Linked DNA regions of Sus scrofa: region 2 is linked to region 1. The links are chromatin contacts, called in public HiChIP or PLAC-seq maps. All regions are on one chromosome and are shown on one strand. Each heading gives the region's core, a stretch centred on a gene start, on an enhancer-like site or on the middle of the called end of the contact. The rest is flanking DNA. Distances are from core to core; before and after follow the strand shown.

Region 1 (4,984 bases), core at 639-3,138:
CTATTTGTTAGGTCCTCTGGTAATTGGTTTGATGAGGAAGAAGTTTGAAGTTATTGGTTAAATAGAGGTTTTTGGATTTTCTGTGAATTTCAATTATCTGTGCTTCACCTAGCCCCAATTAGCACTAATAATTGAGTTAACTGAATGGAAGTCACTTCCCATCATATCAGTTTTACTAGAGGCTTATTTATTGTTTCACTAATGGAGACCCCCCAAGCACAAAGCCCCTTTCCCCCTGCTGCACTCACACCCCCATGCCACCGTTTGTCACATTCATGTTGTTTAACGGGCACAGAGTTAACTGTATAGTTGACAGTGTGAAACAAATGTTCTGAACAACAAAACATGTTGCTAAGAAGTGCAACCAGAAATTTCTAAAGTGCTCTGGGTCAACCTAGCATTTAAAACCAGAAGATAGTACCAAGCAGATCACCAGCGCAGTTAGAAATCTTAACCAAAGCTTTCTGCTGACTCCTACTTTCAGTTTCCATTGAGATGGGCACTGCCTTAATTTACCCCAATTTAAAATAAGCCGTCTTTTTAAAGTGCCAGTTAATTTCCGCAGGCTGCCCATCTTCAGTTGTATTTATATTGACTCACCATGATCGACATGACTTTTAAGGTTTCAGTTTCTCTCCTTGCACACATTTGTATTTATATTAAACACAATAAATATCTCCCATTCCAACAGCCCCCTTTTGACCTTCTTTGATCTCTGAATCCCAACATCCCTAAAGGCCACCTATAAATTAGCGCAGCCCCTCCCGCGAGGCCGGAGCCAGGGCAGGGTTTCATCGGCTCCGGGCCCTCGCCAGCCAGCATCGTGTTTTTCCATTGCCATGGAGATGCAGCCCCGTGGAAGAGCCCGGCAAGCCCGGGAAGGGAAAAGTCCCGGCTAGGTAGAATTACTAACCAAACAAACGATCAGGGACGGGTGCAGGGAGGGGTGCTCGGGTTTTCCTTTCCTCCCGCAATCAGATTACAGGTAAAAGTGCAAACACTGGAGGGGAGAGGACGCAGCTGTTCTTTTAAAGGCACCGCAGATGCAAAAGACAGCAATGGTCGGTGGTAAGGTGGAAGGTTTAAGGCTCCTTGTGTGAAAATGTTGCTGTCTTAAAGCCCACACCCAGGTCTTCTTGGTGCATAAAGAAAGAGAAACAGCAGTGGGGGCTCCCGGAGAAGCCTGGGGGTAACCCGCTCCATATTGGCCTGTGTGGGGTGATTAATAACCATGCCCTCACCAGCCCGGCAAGGCAGCCACTCTCTGGGGCCGTTCCTTTCAAGAATGAACAAATTAATTAATAGGTGGTTCTTTACTATTGTCTCTAAACTAAGAAAATTGCCCATGCAACTATCCAAGCATTAGATAAAGTCTTCCAAGTTTTGCTTTTCTCAATATTATTTGTTTCTTTTATTTGCATTTCTTTGTAATGATGTATTTGGTTTGGGGGGAAGGATCACTGATCTCTCTCTAAGGGACAGGAACAAAATTGGAAACAAATATCTGATGAGTGAGCATGGGCATTTTCTGTTTTGTTTTGTTTTGTTTTTCTTTTTTTTTCTTTTTTTGGCCACATCCGAGGCATACAGAAGTTCCCTGCCTAGGGATCAAACCTGCACCGTAGCAGTGACAATGCCGGATCCTTAACCTGCTGAGCCTCCATGGGACTCTGGGTAAAGGCGTTAGCGATTTTTTTTTTTTTTTTTAAGATTGGCAATCTATAACAATTTTCTAAATGCAAAAAAATTAGAGTAATATCAAGGATTAATTCATCATTTATTTTGTTTCTTTGGCAAATCTAAAGTGATCACAGTCTGATATAGGAACTCTGACGTTAGTTGGGTAATTCTTCCTTGCCCAACTTTTGTGACATGTCTCAGTCACTTTTCTTGCAAGATGTAATTGAATTCTGTGTGCATTTTCACTTTTACATCATGTGCGTGAGCATTGCTGGGCTCTTAGCAACTTTTTTCTATCTGATGTAAGGTGGGAAAACACTAAGCTGTCTCCAGCCACCTCACGGCCACAAAACACTGGGGGCTGAGGTGCCCATGCCTGACTTCTGGTGATCCAAGCCCTGTTAAAAATATTATTGACAACTGCTGAGTATCTGGGGGGTACTTATTCATATAATTCTAGATGTTGGATTTTTTAAGACAGCAATTTTTCTCATGCCCAGTGATTGTTCTTTTTCCCCATTTCCACTTAACATTTTAAAGAATTAAAGTGACATTAACGTCATTTAGTATTTGTTTCTGGGTAACAGAGATCACAGTAGAAAACATGCTAAAGTCAACTCCATTGTTCTTTTCTAAATTTAACATAGTTAGCTCACTCTTTCAGGCAAGGCATCCCCCTTTGGTGTGAAGGTTGTTTCTCTTGATCAAGATCCTCATCCCAGACGTCAAACTCAGTTCTTATCTCAGGAAAATGGCCTTTTAAAATATCGACTTTCCCAAAATCATTTCAGGGCTTTGGATGAAAAATCATTTCAGAAACTTGTCTTCACCGTCTTGGTGACATAAGGTAATATGAGTGCAGCTGATCATCTGTTGGGGATTTGGGGAAGAAAAGAGATGTGGAAAGGGTAGTCGAAATCACTGATATCTGAGGAATATTCATCTCCACAATTTAAACACCTGTTTCTTAGAAACTAGGAGAGCCCCATATTTACTCTTGGTGGGTTTTGTTTGTTTGTTTTGGGGGGTAAGATATGTATTATAGAAAATAAGGATATAGATTCAGAAAATGGATATGCCCAAATCATTGCCAGTTTCTGTCATTATGGCCCTTATGAAATAATTATTTGCTTTACTGTCAATAATATAATTTTTAAGTGCTCTCAATAACATTCACAAGGATTTCTGGTAAGCATTTTATTTGTGACGTGGCCTCCTGTGTTTGGTCTATCATACCAGTGCTCACGGACGTAATATTCTAGGAATTTGCTTGCTTTCAAAACAAACGGAAAAAAACCCTCCCGAGTACTGACCGGGAGTGCTTACCTGCCGCTGTGCCGAGTGCAGTTTCCACTTGGCTGAGAAGCAAGCAGCGCTGTGAGGCTGTGGGCCCCGAAATGCTGAAAAGACTGCCTTTTCTGCACCCCGGCATTCATCCAAACCCTCTACTTTCTCCCACTCCCCCCCAAACTCTCCTGCCCTATTAATCAGCATGAATGTTCACTAAAAATAGGGCTGCCTTTGTTCAAACACTTCCCAGGGTTTTACTGGTGAAAATCAAGGGTGCCGTCTAAAGGTACACTCGGGCATGTTCTGGTCAATAATCTGGTGTCACTAGGTGAGTGCTTCCAAGAAAACTCAGCCTCCATGGCCCCCAAAAGAGACTCCATGAGGTTAACTGATATACGGCTTATGTTTCTCAAAGACTATTAATAATATATGGCTTTGGATTTTTAGAAATCAGGGTTATCCATTTAAATTGGTATTGTTACTGAAATAACACAAGAAAGCCCCTGGGAGCCATTTAGAAGCAGTTTGTTATGACCAAAGTTCCGGGCAGTTTAATTGTACTTTTCCTGTACACTGTGAGGTAGAGATTGACCCCCAAACTGTGCTGGTTGCCAGTGTGGGCTGTGTTCATGACCCAGCGTGTGTCCCAGGGTTGCGGAGGTTCAGGAAGGCCTCCTCCAGTGCTCTTGATCCTGGACGCATGTGCCCAGTACACCCATGATACTGTTTCAGATAATAAAACAATTAAAAATTAAGCCTTAGGACTCCATTGTCTGCATTATAGCAAATAAATCAGCCAAAGAAGCTCAAAACCTACCCAAATGGCAGAAAGGAGGTGGTCCGAACATAGCAAATAATCTTTTTCAAGCAAGAAAGTGACTTTATCTTGCAGGAGAAACGTCAGCTGTGAAACTTGTCATTGCAATGCTGAGTCCTCTGGCAGAAATGTCTCCCCACCTTGTGGCAGAGACAAGAGACACACGGCTCTCTAGCCATACAGTTGCAAATGCTTTTCCCAGTTTCCAAAGTATACGGCAGTTTCTAACTATATAATTTGGTGTATATAAGTAGTCTCTTAATAGGTTGCCATGAGTGAAAACTATTATATATAATCGCTAAGATCTACAGACAAAGAATGTTAGTAAGCATTAAAGAAAGCAGGCAACTGTGCTGAGGTCTTCAGGAAAAACCATCTTTTCCAGTTTTGCTCAGAACAAAGGGAAGATGGTCTTTTCTTCCTGGGACACGAAAGCCATTGACTTCCTTCTCTCTGCTCCCGATTCAGACACTTGGGGCCCAACGGCCAGGAGGAGTCCAGATTGCTTGGCTAAGTGTCAGCTTTTGTATTTTTTTAGGCCGAGATTTGAGCTTTGCAGTTTTTAAAGGTAATCATTAACCTATCTGATGTCTTGATGGCATTTTGGCAGAACTACAGCTATGCCACTTTTCCATGTATTGTTCCTTGTAATTTCCTACTTTACCCCAAAATTGTATCTAGAAGCATCATCCTAACGTGACCCCCATTGACTGAGATGAAGACTCAACCCGCACTTCGAATTTCAACAGAGAATTTGAGTTAAATAAGATGGGCAAAAGGAATGCTGAATACTCTATACTGAATACTTAATTTGCACATTAAAAGCTGGTCATTAGTCCTATATTTTAACTCTGCAAAAGTCAGGAACTATTATTTCTGGAGGAGTCTAAAGGGATAAACTAGACTCTTCAGTGGCAAAGCCCATGGAGGGTCCTAAACATAGTTTCTCTCTCAACCCTAAGGACAATTAAATAACACTTGAAGAATAAATTTGTTATCACATTAAGACCAAGGGTAGGGATCCCAGATCAAATTGTAAACAAAGTTACAAAGTAGAATTATAACTGGAAGAGGGTGTTTACTAAAATCCCATTGTAGGAGTTCCCCCAGTGGCATAGCAGAAACCAGTCTGACTAGTATCCAAGAGGATACAGGTTTCATCCCTGTCCTGGCTCAGTGAGTTGAGGATCCAGCATT
Region 2 (4,804 bases), core at 1,172-3,671, 66 kb after region 1:
AATATTTTACGGCTTATTGCACGTCGTCATCTCTCTTTGTTTTCTTGGGCACAATTCTTTCCTTCATTTTGTGGGGTGACTTCTAAGTGCTCTCACAAAAAGCACAGGAGAAAGAGATAACATTTGATAGGTATTAATCTCGATCTGTTTTCTTATACTGAGAGAGAAGTGTTGGTTTTAGGTTAGAGGCTGGAAAACAGGTCAGTGTATGTGTATGAGTGTTGGGGGTAAATATTGCCCTGTGCTGTTGATTTATGTGGAATAAAATACAGCTTTATTTCTAGAAACAAATTTTAATTCAAATACATTTATAGTCAGCTAATAGTCATTTCAGAAAGGTGTGGCTGGTTGACTAGGAAGTGTTCCATAGCAAGAAAATACAGTGAGTTTCTGCCCATGACTCTTTTGTTTTCATTGCTGATAATTTCTAAAAAAATTTTTTTTTTATTGGACATTGGTGGCAGTGTCTACACTTTTGAATTTAGGCTGAGTCAAAACCTATAAAGCCACTTTTAAATGGCATTTTCCCTGCAGTTTATCGAAGGCCTTTTGATGTTCCATGTTTGTTTAAAAAAAGAAATCAATGAGACTTCATTTTCCCTGGCGTTCCCCAAGTTTTCAGTGTTTCTGTATTAGTGGAAACGTTGGCTTTAATCAGCTTGATGCAGGATGTAAAAAGAGTGAAAGTAAAAACTTGTGCTTTTGTGGTTCCTGTCTGAATAGCGAGTTATTTTCCTCTGTTTTTTGTAAAGCGCCCAGCACCCCTCGGTGACGACAGATTTCATGGAGTCGCCCCGTTTGGGAGAGATGCAGGTCTAAGCTTCTGGAAATGCAGCTCTTGGTGGAAATGTTGACAAGATCATTAACTAGGCCGGCAGCGCTGGCCTCTGCAGGAAGCTGGATTTGCTGCCAGATCCCAGCTCTTTGTGGCTGGCCAGGGGCTCCAGCGGACACCTATCTGCAGAAAATCACAGAGCCAGCTCTGGCTCCCATGCTTTTCCTTTTTTTCTTTCTTTCCTTTTTTTTTTTTTTTTTTTTTTTGTTAAGTTCACTCTTATAAGGACAAATAGATTGATAAGATCACTACAGACTCCAGAAATAGTAAATAAAGGCTATCCGTAGTGTGTTCATTATGGAGAGCAGACGAAAAAGCAAGTAAAACAACGCTTCTTTCCTCTTGAGAGAAAAAAGCCAGCACCTTTAGTTTTATTTTGATGCCTCTTTATTAAAGTCTCCAGAACCATTTTGGACTTGCCAGGATCTGTTATTCGTGGCAGGGGAAAGAAAACTGACACATCCTCCCTCCTTCATTCTTGGCCTTTTCTGAATGTAATCAATAATTATGTTGTGTGTTCATCTGCTTTTTTTTTGGTTCCCTCCCTGTAAGATCAGATTGGACTACGAACGTTTATATTTTAGTAGGAGGAGAGAGCTTGTACATTAATGTTAATTTGTATTTTGTTTAGCAAGTGTGTCGTGAACTGTCTTTGCTGTTAGGGTTTGTTCTGTCGGAAGGTGAAGATGGTGTCTGTCTGTCCTCGGCCAGGCGTGTGTTGGGTTTTTGACACATGGTGGTAAACTACTTTATCAACGAGAAGCTACTTGCTGATTAACGTTTAGGTCACCTCTGTGTTTCTGCTGTAAGTGAGGTACAGAATCGAAGGGAGTCTTGCTTTTAAACGATTGTGATTGTGCCGAGTTTGCATAATAAACCCTTATTAGGGACAGTGAGTTACATGTGCGCCCCCCCCCCCGTTGGCACTGGCGTTGATTTATTGGGGGTGGGGGCGCTAAGAAATTAAAAGGAAGCTTTGTTGAAGGATGGAATTTTGTCACCTCATGTCCTGTACAAAGCATTTTTGAGGCTTACCTTGAAAACGAGTGCTTTTGGCAGAAATGTCCCAGCACATTGTTCTCCAGGGCTGCTCAGAAACCGGTCAGTGGGGCTCGAGTGCTGCACCCCACGCCCCGGGAGAGGGGGTCTGTGCCCCGCCCCCAAGTGGGGGCGGGGCTGGAGCAGGGCGGTGAATGCAGCGATTCTGGCTGCTGCGTTCATTTCTCCTTGTTAGAGTGGAACCAAGGTTTGCTTATAATGGATTATTGATTGGCCCTGCCATCAGCGCCCTCGCTCCCCGAGCTGTGAATGCGCCACTTCATGGGGCGGCTGGGGACCCAGGTCTAGGGACTCTGAGCCTGGGATTGTTAATCTGAGGCAGATTGGCATGTGGGGAGAGGAACTCCTCATTGTTGTCATGGAATTTCTCCCCATTTGTTCGAAGAATGGGCTTTTTGTCTCCGCAGTAGATAAGCTTGTGCAGGATGTTAATGGTGTATTTTAATTCATGGCTCATAATACTGCAGTGTCACAGGGGAAGGCCCACTGCATTGTGTGCAAGAGGACAAATGGGCAGTTTGCTGAGACAGACGGCCAGGCCGGCACCCAAGGGCCTGTGCCCCCGGTCTGCCCAGCAGCTGGGCAGAAAGCGCTGCCTCACAGTCGCCCTCAGGAGGCGACTTTTTAAATTGTATGAGGTGTCTTCTGGAGGCAGGATATCCTGTAAATAAGTACTCTGAGTGTTCTGTCTGCCCTGAGCTGTTTTCTTTTTAAGGGCATCTTCCCAATATCACCAAGTCCTTACATTTTCCCAACTCTCCTGGAACCCTCCCTGGGAGAGCAGGGCCTTCTGTAGTCTCAGGCCTGCTCCCTCCTCCTCCTGGAAGCTCCTGACACCCACCCCCTAGGGTGACCTAGGGAAAAGGGAGAGACCACAAGGCATGGGGAAGCCAGCCTATTTCTTAGCATCATGGTGTGGTTAATTAATGAACTAGAATGGAAGAGATGTATTTGACAGACAGTGTGAGCTTTGGGCTTTGCTTCTGTAAAATGAGAAGCAGCAGAGTAGGTGCTGGACAGGCCCAGTCCTGCTTCCCTGTGGCCCCTTCCAGCTTCCCTTGGGTCTGGGGTCTGGTTTGGGTCCCTTTAAAGAAACTAAAACTCGCATAGTTGTTATGCAAATGACCCTAAACGTCAGCGGTTATTTGAACATTAACCTTCTAATTCCTGTTTCAGGATGCCATTTTGATGGAACCGACTTTGATGGTTTGGGGAAAATCAGCCCCAAACCATTTGGCCTTTGCTTTGCTTTGGTTTACTTCACAGAGCAGAAAGTGGCATGATTTCCTCTAGAGTCAGACCTTGGCTTACTGTGTAAAAATACAGGAGAGCATACCGTTCACCTGGATATTGCCATATTTAACTGGTTGGAAAGTGATTTTTCAAACCAGAGAGGAGAACCTCCTGAAGCCTTGCTGGATTTGGGCCTGGGGATGTGATGAGAAGGATTCTCCTGAGGTCCTCCCAAGCCGCTTCATTCTGGCTTCTGGGCTGATTTGTGGTGCCTGCACAAAGGCTGCACCCAAAGACATTTGGGTGTATGCCTTGAGTGACACAGAGACAAGCCTCTGGAACACCAGCAAGCAACCTCTTAAAATAAAGTACTGCTTGCTTTTGGACAGTTTCATATTTTCAGATGATTTTTTTTCTTTGACTTTTGAATACCAGAATTAACAAAAGGTAATTTCCCCAAACTGCATTCCTTAGAGCCATTTGAGCTTCCTGGGGGTCTGGAGAGGGGAAGAGGGGGGAGGAGGAGGGGGTGGCGATGGGGGAGGCATGAGGATGGGGGAGGGCTCACCCCGTAGCCCCCAGCAGCTCTGCTTTCCATTGTGTTACCTACTGGAGGTATAAGCGGGAGTTATTTTTTTTACCTTCTTTTATCCAAAACCCATCAGAATGGATAGAGTGAGTAGCTAATGAACATCTATCTGTACATCAGCATCTGGCCCTAGCAGTTTTTAGCGTTTGATGCTCTTGCCTTCTCTTCTTTTTTGGAAACTGCCTCCAAGATATTTCATCACGCATCTTTAAAAACTAAGAACGTTCTCCTGTTTTACCAACCTAACAAAAAGTAATAGCAATAGTAATTCTCAAGTATTGTCTAACATCCAGCCTGTATTCAAGTTTACTTTTTATGGAGTCTGGAGCTAAAACGGGTTTGAACATGTCTGCTGTGGACGATTGTAGCCATTGGTGGAAGACGTAATTGTGTTAAGTAATCTTTGTAGTGAACCACGCAGGGCCCAGTGAATATGTAGGTGTTATTATTTAGCCATTTCGAATGTAACTTCCTATACTACTGTTTCATCCTTTTGAACTTATTAAACCAAATAGAGTCACCGCAAGTGACTGGGTATCTTTGGGTACTGCACTGACATTCATTCATTTATTTAACTATTAATAATAATAATAATAATACCAATTAGGTATTTTGACAAGGGGCTAAACATTGTACTTTGTACTTTTTTATAAGGTTAATTTAAACCTTATAAAATGCTGTAATATAGTTATCATTACCATCATTTACATTTAAAAAGTGAAGAAATGGACCAAAGAACTGTGAGGTTAAGATACCGGCTCAGGGTCACTCAGCCAATCCCCATGAGCAGCAGAGCTGGATTTGGATCTTGGGTTACCCCCTCAAAGCTCTGGGCCTGGACCATCTCTGACAGCGGTGGATGCCCACTCCCAGCTTGGCTCTGGGCTGGCATCAGCGTCAACGGTGTTTGGTGAGCCTGCCTTCACTAGTGTGATGCCTGACACACGAGTGACAGATTCTAGGAGCTGTGATTGTAGCACGTCCAGACGTGCACTGGGATAGGGCCAGGGGAGTGCAGTGTGCAGGGGGACCTGGTCACGGGGTGAAGGGGGTCAGGAAAGGCCTCTTAGAAGGACCATACCTGAGAA

What was found. HiChIP or PLAC-seq counts read pairs in DNA pulled down with a chosen protein or histone mark.
Region 2: an H3K27ac HiChIP or PLAC-seq map of alveolar macrophages shows a contact between it and region 1. The contact joins two enhancer-like sites. A contact is called at or near these places in 1 of 5 promoter capture datasets (liver), 2 of 47 Hi-C or Micro-C datasets (liver and skeletal muscle) and 1 of 2 datasets of contacts at active chromatin or transcription factors (alveolar macrophages).

Annotation. Positions count from the first base shown.
Region 1 is chr1:147,957,248-147,962,231 of Sscrofa11.1, forward strand. It overlaps LOC102157619 (a long non-coding RNA gene), which reads right to left. Exons shown (of 2, transcript XR_002345834.1): 2 at 2,234-2,550. Among named protein-coding and RNA genes, the nearest start is that of ZNF516, 28 kb to the right of the region's middle. Within about 2 kb of position 1,889, at least 39 of the 83 cell types and tissues checked have an H3K27ac peak or open chromatin away from gene starts, as enhancers often do. A contact at or near this core is called in alveolar macrophages, liver and skeletal muscle, where this site is marked.
Region 2 is chr1:148,022,355-148,027,158 of Sscrofa11.1, forward strand. The region is part of intron 1 of ZNF516 (zinc finger protein 516); the gene reads left to right. Among named protein-coding and RNA genes, the nearest start is that of ZNF516, 37 kb to the left of the region's middle. Within about 2 kb of position 2,422, at least 35 of the 83 cell types and tissues checked have an H3K27ac peak or open chromatin away from gene starts, as enhancers often do. A contact at or near this core is called in alveolar macrophages, liver and skeletal muscle, where this site is marked.